Linked DNA regions of Xenopus tropicalis: region 1 is linked to region 2. A link is a contact called in public Hi-C data. All regions are on one chromosome and are shown on one strand. Each heading gives the region's core, a stretch centred on a gene start, on an enhancer-like site or on the middle of the called end of the contact. The rest is flanking DNA. Distances are from core to core; before and after follow the strand shown.

Region 1 (3,435 bases), core at 50-2,549, 160 kb after region 2:
GGGAAGTTACAACATGGAGCTGGCCACTGGTCCTGTATAAATTATAGCAAACAAGGGAAAGTTATGCTCACCACTAAATTTTTAACCATTATTCAGGGGTGCAATGAGGTTGTGACCACAAAATTGTGTTGGCCAGACTGGGGATGACTTTGACGTAGTTGGCCAGCAGTATATTGCAATATATGGACAAACAACCCCTGTTTTGCTTAAAGGGGAGGGCATTTCTTGGTAGCTTAATGCACAGAATGTCTTAATGTCCTAATATATATTGATAATGGGTGAGTGCAGAGGATCTCTTGTTGTTGTCTGTATAAATTTTGTGGTCGCAGCCTTATTGGACCCTGAGCCTAATGATAAAAAATTTAGTGGTGAACACAATTTTCCCTTGCTTTTGATAAGATACAAATCATCCTTATTGGGGGCAATACAATCCTTCTGGGTTTAATTATTATTTAAATAATTTTTAGTAGATTTGAGATATGGTGATCCAAACTACAGAAAACCCCATGTCCTGAGCATTGTGGATAACAGGTCCCATACCTGTAAAACCTTACTCTGCATGACCAGATCCCATAAGAATAATGTTAACTAAGATTTTAAATAATGTTCAGTTTAGTATTATATAATGAGTGTGTGTGTGCACCTTTGTGTTGGATATGGCAGAAAAGAATAGGGTTCCCACTTTGTGTGCAATCCATCAGCAATGAGTAGGTATGATCAGTAATTCATTCAGCAAAAACACAGCATTGAAACCAGTGAGGGCTGCTGCATCCATCAGAGCTGATTAGGAACACTAATTAGTAACTCCACAGGAGCGTTATAGTATCATTATTGATTGTGCATCTCATGCAAAAAGTTTAATTTTATGTTTAATTACCCTTGAAAAGTGCAGTTAAATACACATTATCTCTCCAGAAGTGCAGCTCCTCCCGGCCTATCGTACATCCACTGCCAGGATCCACCAACGTCCCAATGGTGTGTAACCAGTTAGAGGATTCAAGTGCTGCTAATGGGCTGCACTTAAGGATAACATGACGGTGTTTATAAATATATTCATAAAATATTCATAGAATCAATAGAGACATATTCATTTACAGGATGGCAATATGCTTATTTATTGAAGAATTATGCACTGAAGTACAATCTCACAACTCTCTGTATCCTGCACTAGGCAGAAATGGCTGAAAATCCTGGGATTTATTAAAGAAAAATGTAGATGCAAATGAATAAAATAGTAGCCTAGCGGGCAATCAGAAGGATGTGCGGAGTTGCCCGAGTGCAGCTTGCATACACTTTTATTCTATTGCACACACAGTGCTTGTGATGCTCTTGTAAAAAAAATCAGTTTAGCAATAGGATATTATACGCACTAGGAAATGTGAGCAAAAGTGTTTTTTCAAATTACATAATTGTTGCAAAAGAAACGGGTCATTAGTGCTTCTAAAATGTTCAGTATTAGCCAACCTCTCCGAGCAGTGATGTCTGGGGCTGTTATTATATGATATACAGCTTCTAAATATATATAACAACAACATATAATAAAATTGGGGGGTGAAAAAATTGGAAAAGTTTGAACGTTTTATCCTCTGGGTCCTGTAATTCAGTACACACACTCTTTGAATATAGATTAAACAGATAGATGAATGGATATAATGTGGATAGTTTAGTAGAGCATTCAGAGTAAAGGGTGTGCTCCACTAAGTCAGTATTGTTAGTGGTTACCTCTACACATGGTAAAATTCTAACCCCTGTCTGGTTACTAGGGTAAATAGGACTTTACCAACCAAAGAACTGCTGACATTTCAAACTTTGAGCTGCTGAACAGAAAGTTAAATAATCTTAAAAAACATATGAATTAAAACATGAAGACCAGCAGTCACAGAAACACATTTATAAAATTTGTGCAGCGCAGAATTATTTGCACAGTGAACATATTTGCCCTGCCCATGTATGTGCACATTCTGCGTCCGAGTTATGCCATTTTTTAGTGGTGGAAAAATATATATTCACGCATATTAAACACGCACAGAGTGTATGTTCATGAAAGTCACAATTTCATTCATATATTTTTGTGCGCAATTCTAATTTCACTGCGATTTGCAGGAAAAGGAAAGACGGGTGCAGCAGTGCAAAATTTGAACGTTTAGGGGAAAACAAGCGCAAACAACCATTTGAGAAAAAAATATGTGCTGAGCTTTATAAATGAGCCCCAGTGTTGTATTATTTTTAAACAAGAAAAAAGAGTTATGTGGGTTGGATAATTCATATATTTGGTTCTTTTTCTGTGATTTGAAACACCATGGGCTTCAGTCATCTGAAAAACATGTTTTGAAATAAAAAATAAGTGCTAAGTAGCACGGATAATTCTGCCAAGAAATGTGTGTCCAGATCACATGAAATGTTGTGCTTTCCTTCTCCCCAGCAATCCCATAGAAAAACACAGCGGAACCTCTCCTTCCTAACTCCCCCGACTTTCAGTAGGCACCTTGTGTTTTTGTACTGTGAATCTGTGGCTTTGCTGCCATGAGGCGAGTTGAGAAGCTTGCTTCAGTCGGCAGCACCCCCAAACTTACATGGGGCAGCAAATAACTTACTGGTAACTTTAAGAGCAGAATTTTCATTTTGTAAACTGAAAATTGCGCTCTGCCAGTGCAGAGAGCAAAGTTGTGCTTGCTACACTAGCGATGCAGTCCCCAGAGTGGCATTGCAGGAGCTGCCTTTGGGTGGTTTAGGGGCCAGGGGCCTGACTGTGATCATGGGCAACACACTGGGTGATCATGGGCGACACTGCCACAGGGCTCCCCGGCCCCACCAAATAACATGGCATCCAGGCTCCACTCTTACAACAAAAAGATAGAGAAAATGGCAAGTGTCAAGCTGGCCATACACATTACAATTACGATCTGGTCCAGTACAGATCATTCATTCCCTCCATTGGCGTTCAGAGCTGAATCAGATATTTCAGATATGGAGGTAGAAACAATAGCAATTCTACCCCTATCTGACAATTCAGCCCTAAATGCAGCTTTTGCTTGGGCACCCAATCAAAATGTTTTGTCCCGTCCGATCGGCGAGACAACTGATATCCAAGGCTTTTGCCAGTAACAGTCGCCTCGTGGATCTACCATACACTCCCCGAATATCATGCAAAACATTGTTTCATACTATAATGTTGGTGTGTGTATGGCCAGCTTGATAGATGCCTATAGAAGTGGAAATAACAAATGGCTGATACTAATTGACATAGACTTGGGGCCAATAGGGTCTGGGCCTGCTGGAAAATCCTTTGGTGACCGGGCCAGCAGCAGCACTGAAGGCACTATCATCACTACACTCGGATCACAGTTACTCTCTTGCAGACAATCTGCCATACACATAAGGAAGCCATGTAGGACACTGGCACAGTGTAGTGTTAATGCCCTTCACAACAGACAA
Region 2 (3,914 bases), core at 107-2,606:
CAAAACTGCATACCCCCCAACTGTCCCGATTTCCGCTGGACTTTTCCGGTTTTTATAGAGCATCCCGCTATCCCGGATAGTTCAATAAATGTCCCGCATTTCTGTAATAGATTACGGAAATGCGGGACATTCATTGAACTATGCGGGACAGCGGGATGCGCTGGCTGGAGACGGGTGCTCCGGCTCCTTGTGTGGCTCTGCTCCTTGTGCAGCGGCGACAGGCCCTTTTAAAAGGTTGTGCCCCGTGCGTATTGACGTCACATTTATGCACAGGCCACAACCTTATTAAAAAGCCTGTCGCCGCCGCACAAGGAGCCGCATAAGGAGCAGGAGCCGCAGAAGAAGAAGGAGTGTCTATTGGGGCACTGTGTATGGGGGCACTTTCTATGGAGGCACTGTGTATGGGGGGAACTTTCTATGGGGGACACTGTGTATGGGGGGTACTTTCTATGGGGGCACTGTCTATGGCGGTACTTTCTATGGGGCACTGTGTATGGGGTAATGAGGGTAATTGAGGTCAATTAGGGGCATTATCTATAGGGGGTACCGTCGATGGGGGCAATTGGGGCACTTTCTATGGGGGCACTGTGTATTGGGGGTACTGTCTATGGGGGCATTGTGTATGGGGGTACTTTCTATGGGGCCACTGTGTATGGGGGCTACTGTCTATGGGGCAATTGGGGGCACTGTTTATGGGGTCAATTGGGAGCACTGTCTATGTGGTCAATTGGGGCACTTTCTATGGGGGTACTGTCTATGGGGGCCATTGGGGGCACTGTGTATGGGGGGACAAAACTGGTACATAATTATAACTCACTTATAACTGACTGCCTTCTCTCTATATTTGTATTTTATATGTAGGAGTTGCTATGTTGTTTTCCTTAGGTAGTACAGTATGAGTATATAGCACATTTTGTGTCTGATCCCACCATTTCCACCAACTATATAAAAGGAGTATTGTTTGAAAAACAAATGGGGTGTGGTAACTGGGGCGTGGTCAAAAATTGCAGTGCAGTGCGGGCCAAGTCTTTTGTCCCTCTTTTCAGTACAGTATGAAACTGTAATTATCCCAAAACCCTCAGAAATGTTACAACCGTTCCCATTGGATCACTAAGGGCCATTCCAGTAAGATCATTTACCAGGGCTACTCCTTGATGTGGAACTTACAAAGTATTAACTAACATTCTACCATTGTTTAACAATGCACTTTTTGAGATGCCATTATTTCATCTGCAGATTTTAGCGCTTTACTTTAAATAGTCGCCTTCTACGGAAACCTTTTGCAACACAAAAGAACAAACGATTCTCATTTTGATGCCGGAACAGTGAACCGCGCTAATTTCGACACCAGGGGGCAGTGCGGCCCTGATTATATTAACAGGAAGAAGCCTGAAAATGACTTATGCACTTGGCGTCTGCGCAGTGGCATTTCCGGCACGGGAAACACGGTGGGTGAAGGTGGGAGAGCTGTGCCGGTAGCGGGGTTGTGCATGGATTCTGCATGTTACTCTCTTATACAAGGAGCAGTGTAGCTCCATGTTTGCCCTATAACTGCGCAGTTGGCTTAGTTCCTCGAACAGGCTTGGAAGTCTCTGCACTGTACCTGCCATAAGGACTTGGCACAGCATTGGCATGTGGGTAGGAGTCCAGGTGGCACAGCCTGCGGGGTGGGGGGGGGGGTTCCCTAAACGTGTATGGCGGGGACGTGATTACTGCAGCGCAGTTAATTATCCTTCTTATCTGTAGGAAACCAGGAAGACCCTTAATCCAAACAAATCCCCCCAGCAGCTTGGGCAGAGTTTGGGTGGATTGTGGGTGGGTTTAGGCACAATAGGGCATGACTAGACTAGATCAGTATAGTCCTACTGCCTTGTGCTTGGGCACTCCAGCCAGGGGCCAGCTGACCTCTGAGTTAATAATGAGGGCCCTTGGGTAAAGGCTCCTGTTATCTTAGTAGTAGATCTGAGAGCAGCTTATGTTTGTGTCCCTCTCAGTTCCCCTCTATTCACACATACTCTACTTCCCATGTTATTCCAGTGCTTCCAAAATCATCAGATGCTATCTATATAATGCTATTGTGGCATAACCTAATCCTGCTCTTAATCAGTGTTATTGGGCATTAGAGGTTGCTAACACTTTGGGGAGCATTAGCCCAGCAGCATGGTGACCCCAGAGAACACTTCAACCTGTTTCCCTCCCTCAAATATTGCACTACAATCCTGAGCTCACTGGATCATTTGAAGGTGGTGTGGGAGTTGTAGTACAACAACAGCTGGGGGCTACCAGTTGAATATTGATTCCTGTTGTAGAATATAGTTTTGTGTGGCACAGGAACATCTCTTCAATGGCACCGGCATGAAAAGCTCATTTGGTAATAAAGCAGGTAGATCGCTATGACAATAACCATCATTTTTAGCTTTAGGCGAAATGCACTGGGGTGCACAGTAGGATACATTGTCCACCAAGGCAGGCTTAGGACACAGGGAACTGTAACAGCTGGAACGTCAGAAAAGTATTGGGTTTTAACTTCAGCTGCTGTGGAATTCTTTCTGTGGAGGCTGCCAGGCAGCCCGTAGTTGTGCGGTTCAACTGCTGCAGTTAGGCATAAGATATTTCATACTTGTAAGTGAATCATCTACGTGGTGTGAGAGGAATGCAGAACAACTCCCAGCTGTACAGGGCACTCTCCTGCTCTGTGTTGTGCCTTCGGATCATATACAAATTACAATTCTTACTCTTGTAACTGTCCCAGGCAGCTGCAGCATTATTTGGATGATGAAAAGCAGTGCATACAATTCCATAGTGATTCACTGGCCTTGGTGTCTTAGAATATCAATCCTGTTACCCTAGTGGGAGTGCAGATCTGCCTCACATACCAGGACAATAAGTATATAACAATATAGCGCTATTTGTACAGCCCTTACATTAACCCATCATGTACCAAATAGAGACTATCTTCCTGTCCACAAGGGAAGTCCCTCTGGCTGTTAGTAACATTGTTAATACTGCAGCCTCACAAATCCAGGGTCATTTATATTTAGCATAAATCCCTGTTTATATAACATTCCTATATATATTATATATATATATATATATATAATATATATGAATCCGATACAGCCAGGTGGTTTATTAAAGGGGAATGCTGGCTTCCGAATCAAAATTTGTTAAGGAGCCCCACACAACACAAAAACCCCTAATATCTATCACTAATCTGGTCTTTTAAAAGTATGAATAAATACAATTTTGATATGCTGAAATCCAGCTGCAAAACAGTTCTTTCTGTGTCAGTTTTCCTTCTGTTTTGAAATTCTAATGGGGAGGAGGAATTAAAGCATTGATGTTATAAATTGTAACAACTTCTCCACAGCTTACAAACAGCTTATTATTCAGGAACATAACCCACAATGCATTGCACTTTGATGTACCTTTGCTTATTGACAACACGTGTGCAGGGGATTGTGGGATGTAGAGGATGCAGGCTAAAGGCAGGCTAAGGAGAGTTGACTATTGTTATATTTAATTTGAGTCTCAAAATAGTCAGCCAGATCAGCAGGGGGGCAGGCATAGGTAACTGCTCCAGACCATATTATTACATTAAACATAATGAAAAGGCTGCATATTTTTTAATTGATGTATATTGAAATTATGTTTGCTTTTCCAAAAGCTTAAGTTGTGTTTTTGCAGAGTTCCCCTTTAAATATGCACACTGCAAAGAAAAAAAACACTCAATACTGTTTTGTAGTTGGTGTAGAGAAAAACAGGTATGTTGTATGCAGTGCTAAGGGTTGTCCCAGTTTTATGGATATATCTTCAAGGGTTTAGTAGTAGTATAAAAAATACCTTAGGCAAGGGACTTTTTTGTTCATGCCCCTCATATTCTGATATTTGGTGTGTCCAGGCCTAATAAATGC

The links. Hi-C and Micro-C count contacts between places; a contact is called where the count stands out from the background.
Region 1: a Hi-C map of liver shows a contact between it and region 2, with 5 times the contacts expected there. The contact joins the enhancer-like site here to the promoter of c5orf63 in region 2. A contact is called at or near these places in 5 of 5 Hi-C or Micro-C datasets (brain, gastrula embryo, liver and 2 more).

Annotation. Positions count from the first base shown.
Region 1 is chr1:168,246,767-168,250,201 of UCB_Xtro_10.0, forward strand. The region is part of intron 2 of marchf3 (membrane associated ring-CH-type finger 3); the gene reads left to right. Among named protein-coding and RNA genes, the nearest start is that of lmnb1, 25 kb to the right of the region's middle. Within about 2 kb of position 1,300, at least 1 of the 11 cell types and tissues checked has an H3K27ac peak or open chromatin away from gene starts, as enhancers often do. A contact at or near this core is called in liver, where this site is marked.
Region 2 is chr1:168,083,911-168,087,824 of UCB_Xtro_10.0, forward strand. It overlaps c5orf63 (glutaredoxin-like protein C5orf63 homolog), which reads left to right and starts at 1,357. Exons shown (of 4, transcript XM_012968280.3): 1 at 1,357-1,448.